2 separate regions of the Drosophila melanogaster genome follow, and region 1 is linked to region 2. Evidence: chromatin contacts called from public Hi-C data. All regions are on one chromosome and are shown on one strand. Each heading gives the region's core, a stretch centred on a gene start, on an enhancer-like site or on the middle of the called end of the contact. The rest is flanking DNA. Distances are from core to core; before and after follow the strand shown. Region 1 holds the start of CG14269. Region 2 overlaps dnc (dunce).

What was found. Hi-C and Micro-C count contacts between places; a contact is called where the count stands out from the background.
Region 1: a Hi-C map of the S2 cell line shows a contact between it and region 2, with 1.6 times the contacts expected there. The contact joins the promoter of CG14269 here to the enhancer-like site in region 2. A contact is called at or near these places in 6 of 107 Hi-C or Micro-C datasets (the Kc167 cell line and the S2 cell line) and 1 of 6 datasets of contacts at active chromatin or transcription factors (the Kc167 cell line).

What each region holds. Positions count from the first base shown.
Region 1 is chrX:3,430,907-3,437,488 of dm6, forward strand. CG14269 reads right to left here and starts at 4,901. Exons shown (of 2, transcript NM_001272278.1): 1 at 4,807-4,901; 2 at 4,037-4,756. The coding sequence starts at 4,754. The coding sequence ends at 4,182. All of the region lies in intron 1 of CG12535, which reads right to left. All of the region lies in intron 2 of lncRNA:CR44999 (long non-coding RNA:CR44999), which reads left to right.
Region 2 is chrX:3,295,884-3,302,316 of dm6, forward strand. All of the region lies in intron 4 of dnc (dunce), which reads left to right. Among named protein-coding and RNA genes, the nearest start is that of CG10793, 17 kb to the right of the region's middle. Within about 2 kb of position 3,163, at least 18 of the 39 cell types and tissues checked have an H3K27ac peak or open chromatin away from gene starts, as enhancers often do. A contact at or near this core is called in the S2 cell line, where this site is marked.

The DNA of each region.
Region 1 (6,582 bases), core at 3,651-6,150, 140 kb after region 2:
ATTCTATGTATATTATACCCGCGACCCACAAAACTGACAACTGAAAATGCTTTTCAAATGTTTTCCCCATCCCATTGCGCGCTTTTTCGCTTTTCCGCTTTTCCGCTTTTCACATTCGTTTCTATCTAAGTGCCGGCGCGTAGAAAATGTGTCAGATGGCTTTTGTGTAATGCCTAGCGACAGAAAATGAAGATTCGTCACTTGCCATATATGTATAGTGTCGTCCAGAGCTAAAAAAAAAAGAAAAGAGATCGCGAAAATTCGGCAAAAATAGGAGAATCTTAATAGAATGTATATATTTCCAAGTACCTTAGTTAGAAATGTGATAAATTACAAAGATTTTTGTAAATATTCAGTTCGTTAACAAACCAATTCAAATATGAATTTAAAAAAAAAAATTAGGCATTTTTATGGACCATCAAAATTAGATTTAATCTGCAAATAAGCTAATGGCCATCGAAAAGTGTTTTAAAACCTAAATGCATGTATGCTAATTTAAGCATTTGAGAGGCTCGTCTGCCAAAGAGAAACCTAAAACTATTTCCAGAAAAATTTAAGCAAAGTCGGTTCGGCATTCTTAATGTGACAATCGTGGCGAGATAACTAATTTAATTAATGCATAACCATAATGATTATTTTCGTAATTATATACACACAGCCGATGAATATGCAAGCGCGAGATGAGATGAGATATATGTATATATGTATGTATAAAACTGGATATATCTATGAAACGATAAAGTGATAAAACTCGTTTGCTAACTGTGGCCAACTAATGACGAACCAAGTTTAGGCCAACTTGGCGACAGGTGCAGGGCCCAACCCAAAAAAAAAAAAAAAAAACTCCAATAATCATGACGTCATGTTCATCATAGACATAGATACACGCAGAGAAAATGTGCATACATCTGCCATTTGCAGTTAATATGAAAGTGAAATATTTAATTTTTCATTATGTCTATAATTTTTTCTACATTTATAAGCTAGTACATTTATCTTCAAAAATAGGATTTTTTTATTTAGTAAAATCTATGAAATGTGAAAATTTTCTGTAAGTGCAAATTTATGCATATTTTGTAGTGCGGCCAAATGAAATGGGCATTCAGATATGAATTAAGTTTAATCAATGCAAATGAGTTGCACTAATTTAGCAACAAGTTTTCGGTATCAGTTATCTTAACTTCCTAGTTTGCCCGGCACAGTGTTCCCTCGTTAACAGGTTCCTCATAATGAGCTAGGGAAATGTTTGTTAACTCGAACTCGAACCAAGTGGAGATCGCAATTAACAACTTATTATTGCCGAACTTAAGTCGTTTGCTAATTTTTAAGAGTATTTTGATCTGTGCTCTCTCATTTCTTAGCTGGAAATCAACGTTCAAGGATCAAAACGTATAGAACGCATATCACAACAACTTGGGTCCAAAGATCTCGAGAAAATGTGATTCATTGGCGCGCTGTGTTACAAGTTGATTCGAATTTCTTAGAACCATTTCGAGTTGTTTTGTTCTGTTGCGGATATCTGATTCATCGTTCTATGCAGCAAAATATTAGCGTATATGTAGATATCATTCGGATATTTACAATTCCATAGAAATATGCCTGTTATGCCTACGGATTAATAGGAAATAGTTTGGACTTAAACTAAAAGTTCAAGTTGTAACGCAGCTTATGTATGAATAAAGAATGAATGTGGTAAATGAATTATGGCCATTATCGGATCTATTTAACCGATTGCCGGCCCAGAAAGTACAATGCATCATCGAATCGGTCAAGTTAGTTGACCCACATCATTCGCTGCATTGCCATTCCATTCACAATTCACAAAACCATCTAAAGTATATATCGTGCGTATATATATCCACAGTATGGTTGCCCCATTCCACTTGCAATTGCCGGCTTGTCGGCATCGTCGTGATCGGACAATCAATTTAGCTGCATTCGTCGGTAGTTCTGCGAATCGAGTGATTCACTCGGGTATATATGTATGTATATAGTGTAGTAGTATATTATGTCGTTCACATCATTCATACGAATGCAGGTCTAGTTTTTTTTTTGCTCTCTCCCACGCCATCGTAGTATCTGAAATGAATGTGTCTGAGTTTGAGTCACTTCGGCTGTAACGGGTTTTTTTTAGCACAGCGAGAAAATATTGCTACTACGCTGGATTTGAAAAGATGCAATAAAATGTTTTCGTTATTGGGCAAATCCCCTACTACTGCATTATATACTGTAATTGAAGTTTTCTAAAATTCAGATCACTTTCGCTCAATGCAGCTGCCAAATCATTTCGCAATGATATTGATTTTGCCAGTGCAAATAGAGCTGTGATTTCTGAGCCGCGTTTTTTTTGTTTTTTTTTTTTGTGTACGCACAATATTTGAACGGCGACGCCTTTCGTGGTAATTTAAATCATTTTGTGTACACAGTTTGTTAAGATTCGTAAACAAATCACGTCAAACAAAAAATGCGCAAGCGCAGCTTTTTTTGAATTTCGCGCCGTCGCCCAAAGCACATGCATACGGATAAAGATGCAGATACGGATCGAGTGCGTATATATATATATATATATATATATATATATATATATATATATATGTATATATATAGGGCGATATGTATGGTACATACATACATAACGAAAGATGTCGGTGGCGTTGGCGTCGACCCGCACCGTTGACCGTTTCTTTTTGAACACATTGGCTGGCGCATTCATTAAAGATACATGTGGCGGCAAGTAGGCATATTCAATTTACGCTCATTTGGATTTTGGTATCATAACATGCTCTGAGTATTAACTTTAACTTTTGGGATTGCAATTTGAGGACATTCCAATTCTACTGCTCATTTCTGGCTAGCATCTTTGGTACACTGTTTACAAAAAAAAAAAAACTTTATCTTCGAGGGTATGTCTGGTGCGTATCTCTGGGCCATTTCATTTTGTGGCCTCTGTGTTCCATTTCGCATTCATTAGCTGTATTTCGCATTCGCACTCTTTCCGTCTCTCCAATGTCCGCATTCATTTTGCATGCATCGTTTTTTTTTTTTTTTTTGTTTTTGCTTAACGTATTTTTGCCTTTTTCTTTTCTTTTTTTTTTTTTAATAAACACGCCAATACAACTACGCAAAAGCTGCCGGCAAAAATAAAATGAGAAAAATAAGAGGAGACATTCGCCAATGCCGGCCGGCTTTTTTAACCGACTGAGTCACTCGCTCTGCAGGTTTTTGAACTTGCGCAGTCACATTCGGTGTACAATATTCGTCTCGATGCAATAATATTCTTGGCTTCTATGTTCTTATTGAATTTGTGCGAATTTTGTGATTGGTTTTTTTTGTTGCATTTTTGTAAAAATGGATGTCTGTTGAATACAGCTAGTCCCTTGAAATGCAAATGACGACATGATTAGCGCCAAAGGGGGGGTATATAACCGATCTCCGATCTCCGAACGCTCAGAGCCATCATAAAAACCTGGCAACGGGGTCCCGCAACTGGCAATTAATTAAAATGCATAAATTATTAACCATTCGCCGAGTTCGCAGCTCTTTTCCGCTGTTTTTTGTTGTTTGGTTTTAATGGCCCCGGTATTTTAGCATTTAGCCTACGAGATTGACGCGTCCCGGCTCCCAAAAGTAGGCCACATTTATTTGGTCATGTCCTTGACTCGCTCCCGGAAATACAGACATATGTATTTCCCGGTTCTTATCAACTGGTTGGGATATTATTTTAAATGAATTTTTGATTTTTGCTGGAAGAACAAAATCCATTTATGATCATGCATCTTGGTATTTAAGTGTATATATTAAGAGCACGTCCATCTTAACTCAAGCCTTGTTTTTTCATTTTTTTTTTTTTGGTTTTGAATGGGGATCAGCTCATTTGGCTCATTTGGCGCTCGCCGCTGACGTTGTAAATTGAAGCTAAAATGTTATCCACAGCTGGATCTCTCTGGATCTTTGGATGATGGAGATCGTGTGCTGGCGCTGGCGACAAAAAGGGGCAGACAAAAGAGAGATGTAGACACTTAAGTTTTTTGGTCGTGCTGCGAATGTGACAAAACAATTAATGTTTATTTTTGCATTTTAATTTGCCAACATTAATTGCAAGTTTATTGAGCTGAAAGCCAACGAACCTAACCGCTGGCCTTGAATGCGGATAGGTTATATTCTGGGAGGTCTATTGGTCTTCATTTCGCCGAAAGGGTCATCGTCATCAGTAGGACAAACATGGAGTGGGCCAGTAGGGTGAATTCGGCACCTAATCCCTTCCAGTAGTAGTCGAGAAAAGCGGAACCGTATCGAGCACCAAAAGCGATGGCAGCCAAGATGCCGTACATATTATTCGACTCGTTGACGCCCAAAAAGAGCATGGACACAACGTTGCCCAACAGTGTTAGTTCCTTAAGGGTCTCCGTTACGGTATCCTCGGTGTCAACCACTTTGGCCAACATATCGTAGACTAATGGCACCACAAAACATGTGTGCGCCAAAGCCAAGCCCGGATTGGTGGACTTCAGATACAGCTCCATATTGGTCAGGGGCAGCGGTACTATCTCCATGATGCCCGACGTAATCAATCGCACCCGATTGCATTCGTCATCGTCGTTGCTCGCCGCTCGCACCATTCCCAAAATTCCATGGACCAGGCTCAAGGCCGCTGTTGCATAGCCATAGGGTGTTTCCATTGGATGGAGAGTGTAGATCGCATAGCCGGAACTGACCACCAATAGGCTGTTAAACAATGCGTCCATGACCAGCATAACTAGTTTTCAATTCAATTAGTGCGTTCAAATCTGTTACTCTTCAACTGACCCTTCTGACATAGTTTGTCCCCTCTGATTTTCGATTTTCGATTTTCGAGAGCGACGAAACGAACGAAAAATTTTGAGCTAGTCAACTCGCTTTTAGCCCATTTGACAGAAGTGGCAAAGCTAACCTAACAGCCTGCTAAAAACTTAAGAATCAGCTTGAAGTCATAAGCTATAATGGCTAGATCGCCTAAGATGTCAGTATGATAAGTACATACATAAATATATGGTCTAGTCGGAGCTCTTGCTCGCTCGTCTTCAATGGGCTCGCTGGGATGCGATGAACCAGACCGGTCAACTTCTCATCTGGCTGAGCACAGAGCAGCGAGCACCTAGCCCAATGTCCCCGTTGATTTATGGCATCAAGGGTGGGCAGCTTAATCCGCTCGCATCCACCTGCAATCCACCTGCCGGCGGCAGATGGCTCAAAGTCTCGTGACTCCGGGCCCAAAGTCCAAAGACTTAGGGCCCCAGACGATTGAAAACGGACCGGGGACCACAACCACAAGCTCGCTTTAATTATTAATTTAAATCGCACCGTTTATATGATAAAGACACTGGGACGTGCCGTTGAGCATTAGTGCATGTTGCAAGTGAAGTGGCAAGTGCAACAGCCGAGCCAGGAGCGGATCAGGGGCCAAGTTGCAAGTTCTATCTGTAAAGAGCAATCATTTTGTTTGTTCAATTGCAATTATCAACTTTACTTGTTTTACTTCTATTCTATTTCTATTGATTTGATCATAAAATTCTCACAATCATAACGCTTGAGAATATAAAGTATATATAGTTTTGAAGATATCGGTAGCCCGATTCGCTGAACCGCTCCTCATTTCAACTACACTGAGTGGCGTGACGAAAGTTGTTGCTCGAGTGCCTCCCCCTTTGCAAAACTCGCCGCTGACCCCGGCTACGCCCCTTTTTGGGCCCCCACCTCTGTTCGCACAGACAATATATACATATATATATATATATACATATGACCAGTATGAAGTCTGCAGGCGAGCTCTGCAAGCGTAAAAATATAAAAAGTGCCGCAAGTGCAACAAGTGAAATATGAAAATACGAAAAAAAAAGCCAGAAGTGCAAGTGCAGGCAACTCGGCTCAGACACTCAATTCATAATTAATCAGGCTCTTTTTTCCACTTTCTGTGGCAAGCTTAACACTTCCCCTGGCCACACTGAGCAAAAAAAAAAAACAGTTACATTCGAGTAAAGTATGCAGTGTTGTATAGGGCCTTTTAAATCTGCTTTTTTGCCTTTTGACATTTTCCCTTCGTTACGAATACTGCTCAATGTTGGGAAATTAGAGTCCCGTTTTTTCTAGCAGTGCAGAGACAACCCTCGACCCTCGACGGACTTTCCTGACTGTACGTATGAATACTGCTCAATGTTGGGAAATTAGAGTCCCGTTTTTTCTAGCAGTGCAGAGACAACCCTCGACCCTCGACGGACTTTCCTGACTGTACGCCAAGGTTGAGCGAACATTCGTGATCCGGATCTGGCGGGGAATAGACCGTACCATAAGCAGGCCAGACCATCGCAAAGACGCTCTCCGCAGATTGCAGCTGGCTTTGAGCCCGACTTTTTGGGTTCCGTTCTGGGCCAGTTTACTTTTCACTTGCGGACTTTTTGTGGCTCGTGTGGCAGCCAAGGCGCAAAGGCCTATTGATTTATGGCCAACTCGGCGCCCCGGCTAATCAGCGGCATTTGCATGCAGATCGCAAGTGGATTTTTGGCCAAAATGTTTAATGAGGAACGCACCGAAGACAAAAAAGAAAAA
Region 2 (6,433 bases), core at 1,913-4,412:
AGGTAACGCAAACAGAAAACAAAAAAACTTAATTAATTGGGAAAAACAAAATGCCGAAAAGAATCGCAGCAAATAGAAACAAAAAAGGCCACCCAACCTCTGGCAAATTTTAATGTTTTCAATTAATTGCTGCGGCCCAGTTTAAAAGTGGCGATAAAAAACCAAAAGCGCCAAAAACAAACAAAAAAAAAAAAAAAACATTTTTTCGCCGGCCGCATAAAACGGCTCTGACGTCTGCGTCGACGTCGGCAGAGCAGCGACTGTTGATTTTTATCAGCGCAACAACTGCGAACCGAAAAAAAATACAAAACTCACACAAGTAAATGAGAAAAATCTTGTTAAGAGGACATATTTTTTTTTATGTTTAGAATCGAGCATAGGTTTTGTTTTGGAACGATGTATGGAATATGAAACGAGTTTAATATGAATGTACACATGTGTTCATTATTACATGTTTAACTTAGCAGTGCAAGGATTATTTTCAAGTGTATGTACTCCAAGTTTGAAGAGAGAGTTTCATGATGGGTTGCTTCTGCTCCAGGCATCAGTTCGTTCGTTCAAGACTCTATGACCTTGAACTCCAAATGACAACATTTGGAGATATGATCCACGTTGTGTTGTATTGATCGTTTTTGAATAACGCGAAACTTTCGATTTCCATTGAATGTAGTATACTTATCATATATATACTTATGTCTCGAGTTTTTGATTTTATTTTCATTTTCAACTAATTTGATATCATCTTATTCTTCCTCTCTACTTCTGTTGTGCATTCAAACGAAAACGAGAACGAAAATCAAATCAAATCAAATTGAATTTTCAGCTCCCGTTTTCCACTGAATGGGGATCCTTCAGACATCTCCTCCTACCTCTGCCCGCCCACCCCCCTCCCTCCCTTGCTGCGACGTTGCCACTTTTCACTGCGAAAAGTCTAACTCCATCGGCCATCGCGCGTTGATTTCTTAAATGTAATTTACCACGGGTCCGGCTTTCGGATCCGTTTTTCCTTCCCGACTCCCTTGGTTCCCGATTTTGCCGCTTTCCTGGTTTTCCCGACCTTCACGTGCCACGCCCCCAACATTTATTCCTATTTATTTGCGAGGCAAAATTCTATTTGCTGCTTGGCTTGGCCGAAGCAAATCGAAATCAAAGCGAAAATTGTAAACAAACGGGTCGCTGAAAATCCGGAGTAAACATTCTGTTTTGCATAAAGTCCAACAACTTTCGGCTTAAACAAATCAAAAGTTTCCAGTTGAAACCGAGAGAAAACACAAAGTTCTTTGAGAAGCCTACATTCTCACACTCGCCGAAGTGAAACAGAAAATAATCAAGAACTGCGTTCCATTTTTCTTTGAATATTTCTTTATCACGATGCTATCTATTTTAAGATACGCTCTATTCTTTTCCACAAATATTAAAATTTAAAGTTAAAACCAAATTATTTAGGATGTGTTTTTAGAAAGCTCTGTTTTCAAATGGAACGTTGAATAACATTCTGCTTTGTCACACACACAAAATGGGCAATAATTCCAAGTCGTACTTCTAGTCACGTATCGGCTATTAATAAACCGCCGAGACAAGCCACGGAATTCCGAAGCGTCTTGGTGCCCCAACACACAACTCACTCACCCTTTCTGCAGCCTCGCTGATCGTGCAGTGGTTATATTTTTATGGCCATGACTGTGCGACGCTTTATGCAGTTGCTTTGGGCCTATCAAAAATCTTATGAAGCTATTTGAAGTCTATAAATAGTTGCAATATGGGCTGATTGCATTTTTATGCTCGCAATGCACTGTGCAAAAAAACTAACTGCTTCGAGGTATTTAATACGAAATGCTCGGGAATGTACATAGATTTGTGACCGCCACTGTCACACTACACTACACAATCGCATGGTTGGAAAACCAAAAGGGCAAAGTTCAAGTGATCGGGTTGGATCAGATGCGATCTGATTTCGATTCCAATTGATTCGATTGGATCGCTTTGTTTTGTTTGGCGCCGTCTGAGTCTCTTTAGACTTACCGAGATAATCGACGGTGTTTTCTTGACTTTTATGGCTAACTGTAGTGGCCAATTGTTGCTGTAGCTGTGGCTTTCCATTTAGCATTTCAATATTGATTTATGGCCGCGAGTGTTATACAGATTTATGGCTAATATGTGTCCCAGCGATTGTTTTGGTAGCTCCAAGTTTTTGGCTTCTCGAGAGGTTTACTAGCGCTATCTCGCTTTAGCCATAAATCATGCTGAAGTGTGCTTAGTGGGTTAAGCAAAAAACAGAGAGCGAGAGAGAGAGAGAGAAAGAGAGAGGGAAAAGACAAAAAATGCAAAAGGAAGGGGTGTGAGCTACTTTCGTCACTCGAATTACTCTGACGATAAGCCATTATCTAATTGATAGCAAATTGCTGACTGATGTAAACGATTGAGGGCCGCTCGGTGTCGGACATTTATTTGATTGATTAATTGATTGATGGCTGGATGCACTCAGCTGTGATTGACTAAGCCGATGGGGGGGATCTTCTACGTGTTAGTTGTGCAGGGAGAGAAATAAACTGCGATATTCGATTAAAGCAAGCTGGTTAGATTGAAAACACTTAACTTCAATTTGATTCGAAGTGCATTTTCGAATATCAAATTAATGCACGATAATTTGCCTAATAGAAAGATTGTTCTATTTTCAATGCATTGCAAGAACTCCCTGGAAGTTCTTACAGTGTGTGTGCGTGTACCGACTTTTTAATGTAGTTTTATGCGATGATTTATTGGCCAATTGCATTATCATGCCGTCCTCTTTTTGCACGCACTGTGTGGTTGCAGATTTATCGATTTCGTTTGGCGGTTTTCCAGTTTGCTTCTAAAAGTCTGACTCCCTGACTCCCTACTCCGCGTGCCGCAAACGAGTTGCCGTCTCTTTCTGCGATGTGTGCGTGAGTTAATTTAAGCCCCTTTTTTTTATTTTTTATTTTTTTTTTTGCCCCCCTCTTACGAACCATAAATTTTGTATTTATTGATTTTCATTTATGCTTTCCTTCCTGCTAAACAGCTGCTACACTTTACGACCCATCCAGCGCCCAATTCGCATCTTCAATCTCCATAACGGTAAGCAATGGGAATCTGTATACCCGTCGCTCTCTAGTGCCCATGTGTCCGTCTCTTTCTCGTGGAGCAATTACGTGTTGTATGAAGTTCACCGCAAGCACTCGCCGCCCCTCTCTCTCTATCTCTCTCTTTCGTCTTTCTATCGTTTGAAAAGGCCCCCTCGTTGTTGGGTAGTTTCTCAATTTTTATGCTTCTCATTCCATCGGCAAATAGGGGAATCCGATTGGGGCGACGAGGGGTTAAGAGGTTTGAGGTTATGTTATGGGCTAGGTGATAAACTTTTCGACGCGCGCTAATTGGATAACTCAAAAGTTTTGATTAATTCGATGCGATAGCTGCTTGCGAAAGGTCGCAGGGGAAACAAAAAGTTTAAAAGCAAAAGGCATCAAAAGCAGCAAACGTTTCGAAAGGTCAAAACTATTTTCAGACTAAGAGATTAGGAGAAAAGGATATACATGCATTATTTATTAAGAATTTGGTATTTATTAAGAAGTTGGTATTTTATATTTTTACGATTCTATTTAATTCACCTAATTGATAGCTCTATTCTATTGATTTCCTTTCTATATCATTGCATCGTTTTTTTCTGTACTTCTGTACCCTGGCTAAAATCGCCTCTTAAGTGCTTTGAAGCACTATTTACATTGAAAATTCCTGTGCATGTAGAATTTATCCCAACATTCTTCGAGCAGACGCAGCAGGAGCAATAATTGCAAAATGCCAGGAAAAGCCGTTAGGGAAAATGCGAAAGAAAATGTGCGGTTCAAAGCATGTGTGTGTGTGTGTGCGTGAACTCATAAGCGTGGTAAAATAAGTAGGCGTCCTGTCTATGTAATCATGGAACACACATAATTGAACCAAATCAAATTGAAAATATTTAAGAAAATGTTTGGGCATTTTTTTTTTTTTTTTTAATCAAGTGATTTGGCCAGAATGCTTCCTGTTGCTTCTTAAAAAAATTAACAAAAAATAATAAAGAAAAAACTAGGTCGCCTGCTCGCTCCACTTGTGTACATTCCCCATATCCTTGGCGGAATGAGAAATTTATGCGCAGGTGGAAAAGAAAGTTTGCATTTTTTCTCCATTTGCGTGTGTGTGTGTGTGTGTGTGTGTGCTTCTGCTGGGGAGCCATAAAACTGTTTGCGGAATGAAAATAAATCGTCCGGGGGCATAAAAAAGAAAGATCATTTTGGAAACGAAGAGTGGTATTAAAGGAATATTTAAATAGGAGCCAAAACAGTCTTTAATCGCGTTCAAGGGCCTATTGTTAATTAACTTTTGAAACGGATATATTTGAAAAGTATTATATACTTGCACTGGGATATATGGATTTTAATTTCCGTTTTCCGTCACATGTTGCCTGGAAAATCCACATCAACGTCAAAGATTTGTGCGGATGTGTCTTTGTCTCTGAGAGACATTGACATTGAAATGCAAAGTAAATGTAAATGCTAAAATCATAAAATGCCACATCACATATCTATTGATATAAAAACAAACCTTTGTTGAATCCATTGTCACAGACATTTCTTTGCTACCGAATCCATAAAACTAGATTTTGATAAATTTCCTTGTTAGCCGCCATTTCACTACTTGGCTGTTTTTTTTTTTGTTTTTTTTTTTCCACCCGTCTTCATGATCGTTATAAAATTGGTTGCCCTCATATCTGCAGCCAACAACGCTGGGCTTTTACAATCTAGAGAATGGAATGAACTTGCTAGACAAGCGACGCAATTTACAGAACCCCATTTATGAACCTGGTCTGAGTTTTATGATTGTGGAAAAACCAAACCATAAGCCAGCCCCCCCCCCCCTATAAATGCTATTTATAAGGTCTGGAGAGTCGAGCCGAGAGAGTTTTTCGATGACTGGGGCCATATTATGAATTTGATTTCCTTTTTTGTGTTTTGAAATCTGTTCTAGAACTTTAATAACATGCTTTTGTATATTTTATCGCGCGATATATTCACACTTAAACTATTCATTTAGAAATTGTTTGTTTAGCGTTGATATATGTAGTAACGTCTCAACATTTTGCGGTTATTTATGCACCCGAAGCCATTATTTTAGAGGTAAAATTTGTTTACCAACTGCGAGGCACGATTACGATTATTGTTGAACCAATTTTGCGAGGGCCCAATTAGCCGGGCTCATCGGCTGCCGTTTTACGATCCGATCCGAGTTAATTGCCCGATCTTTATGGCTTAATGACCGATCATTTCTGCTATATATCTGTTGCCCAATATACAATTACCGATATGGCGTGGCGCGATGCAATTTTGTGTGAGTCTAGAACCTTTTGAGCGCAACTGTACCATTTTGGGGGGAATATCAGTCTGTGCTAGGGAGCAACAACTGTCACTCTAGTTGCTTGTTTGACTGGTGGGAAAGCAAAACACATTTCCATTTGCCATTTCCCTCGTACTCTTGTTTTCTTTGGCCCTCTGTCTGCTATTTTTTTTTTTCCTTTTGCCACTGCCAGTGCTTTTGTCTTTGAGCCAAAGTTGTTTGGCAAAACTTTTGCACAGCAGCCAAAGCAAAGTTCCACTTTTTGGTCCTCGCCACTGGTTTTTCTCTTCCTGGGTCAGGAAGTATTTTGAAATTGCATAAAGTCGCTTTCAGAGCCAAGATTTCAATTAAAGTTGTTTCTTTTCCATTTCGGTTTTTTATTTTTATTTTTATTTTTTTTTTTTTGGAGCAGAAGCAGGGCTGGAAATTCGATTGGCACGAAAGTGGCATGATGGAAATGCCAGGGCTTAGGGATCTTTTGCGCAATTGTAGAAAGAAAAACACTTTTAAAGCGGATTTCATAGGCGTTGTAAATTAATTGTAGTTGCATTTTTCATATATTACTGAAAATAAATGGAAAAAGCAGTCGAGAAAAGTTTCTTTAAGAACGGCGAATTTAAGCCGTAAATGCAGCGATAAGCCAAATTATATTCGAATCGAATTATTACATAAAATCCACGAGCCAAAGTGGCGTAACCCGAATCATCCTTCAAATAAAATTAAAGCACTTACAACATTTTCATTGCATACATTTTGGGGCACGGATTCGTTATGAGCTCTCTCTCTCTCTCTGACGTAAAAGCTCTCACACAGATACGCAGATTGTCGGCAGCATCGCATAAATATTAATAAAGACATAAAGAATTGATTGAATCGAAAGCGAACGCACTCGTGAGCATTACGTGAGGCATAGAGATGAGCGCGTGACAGACGCAAAAAATTAGGGATCGCAATATTAATTTCAATGCCACAAGTTTCGTTCATAGTTGAATAGTGAATATATATCCTTTGTTTTCATATATAGGTTTTACACACATTTATTAGCATA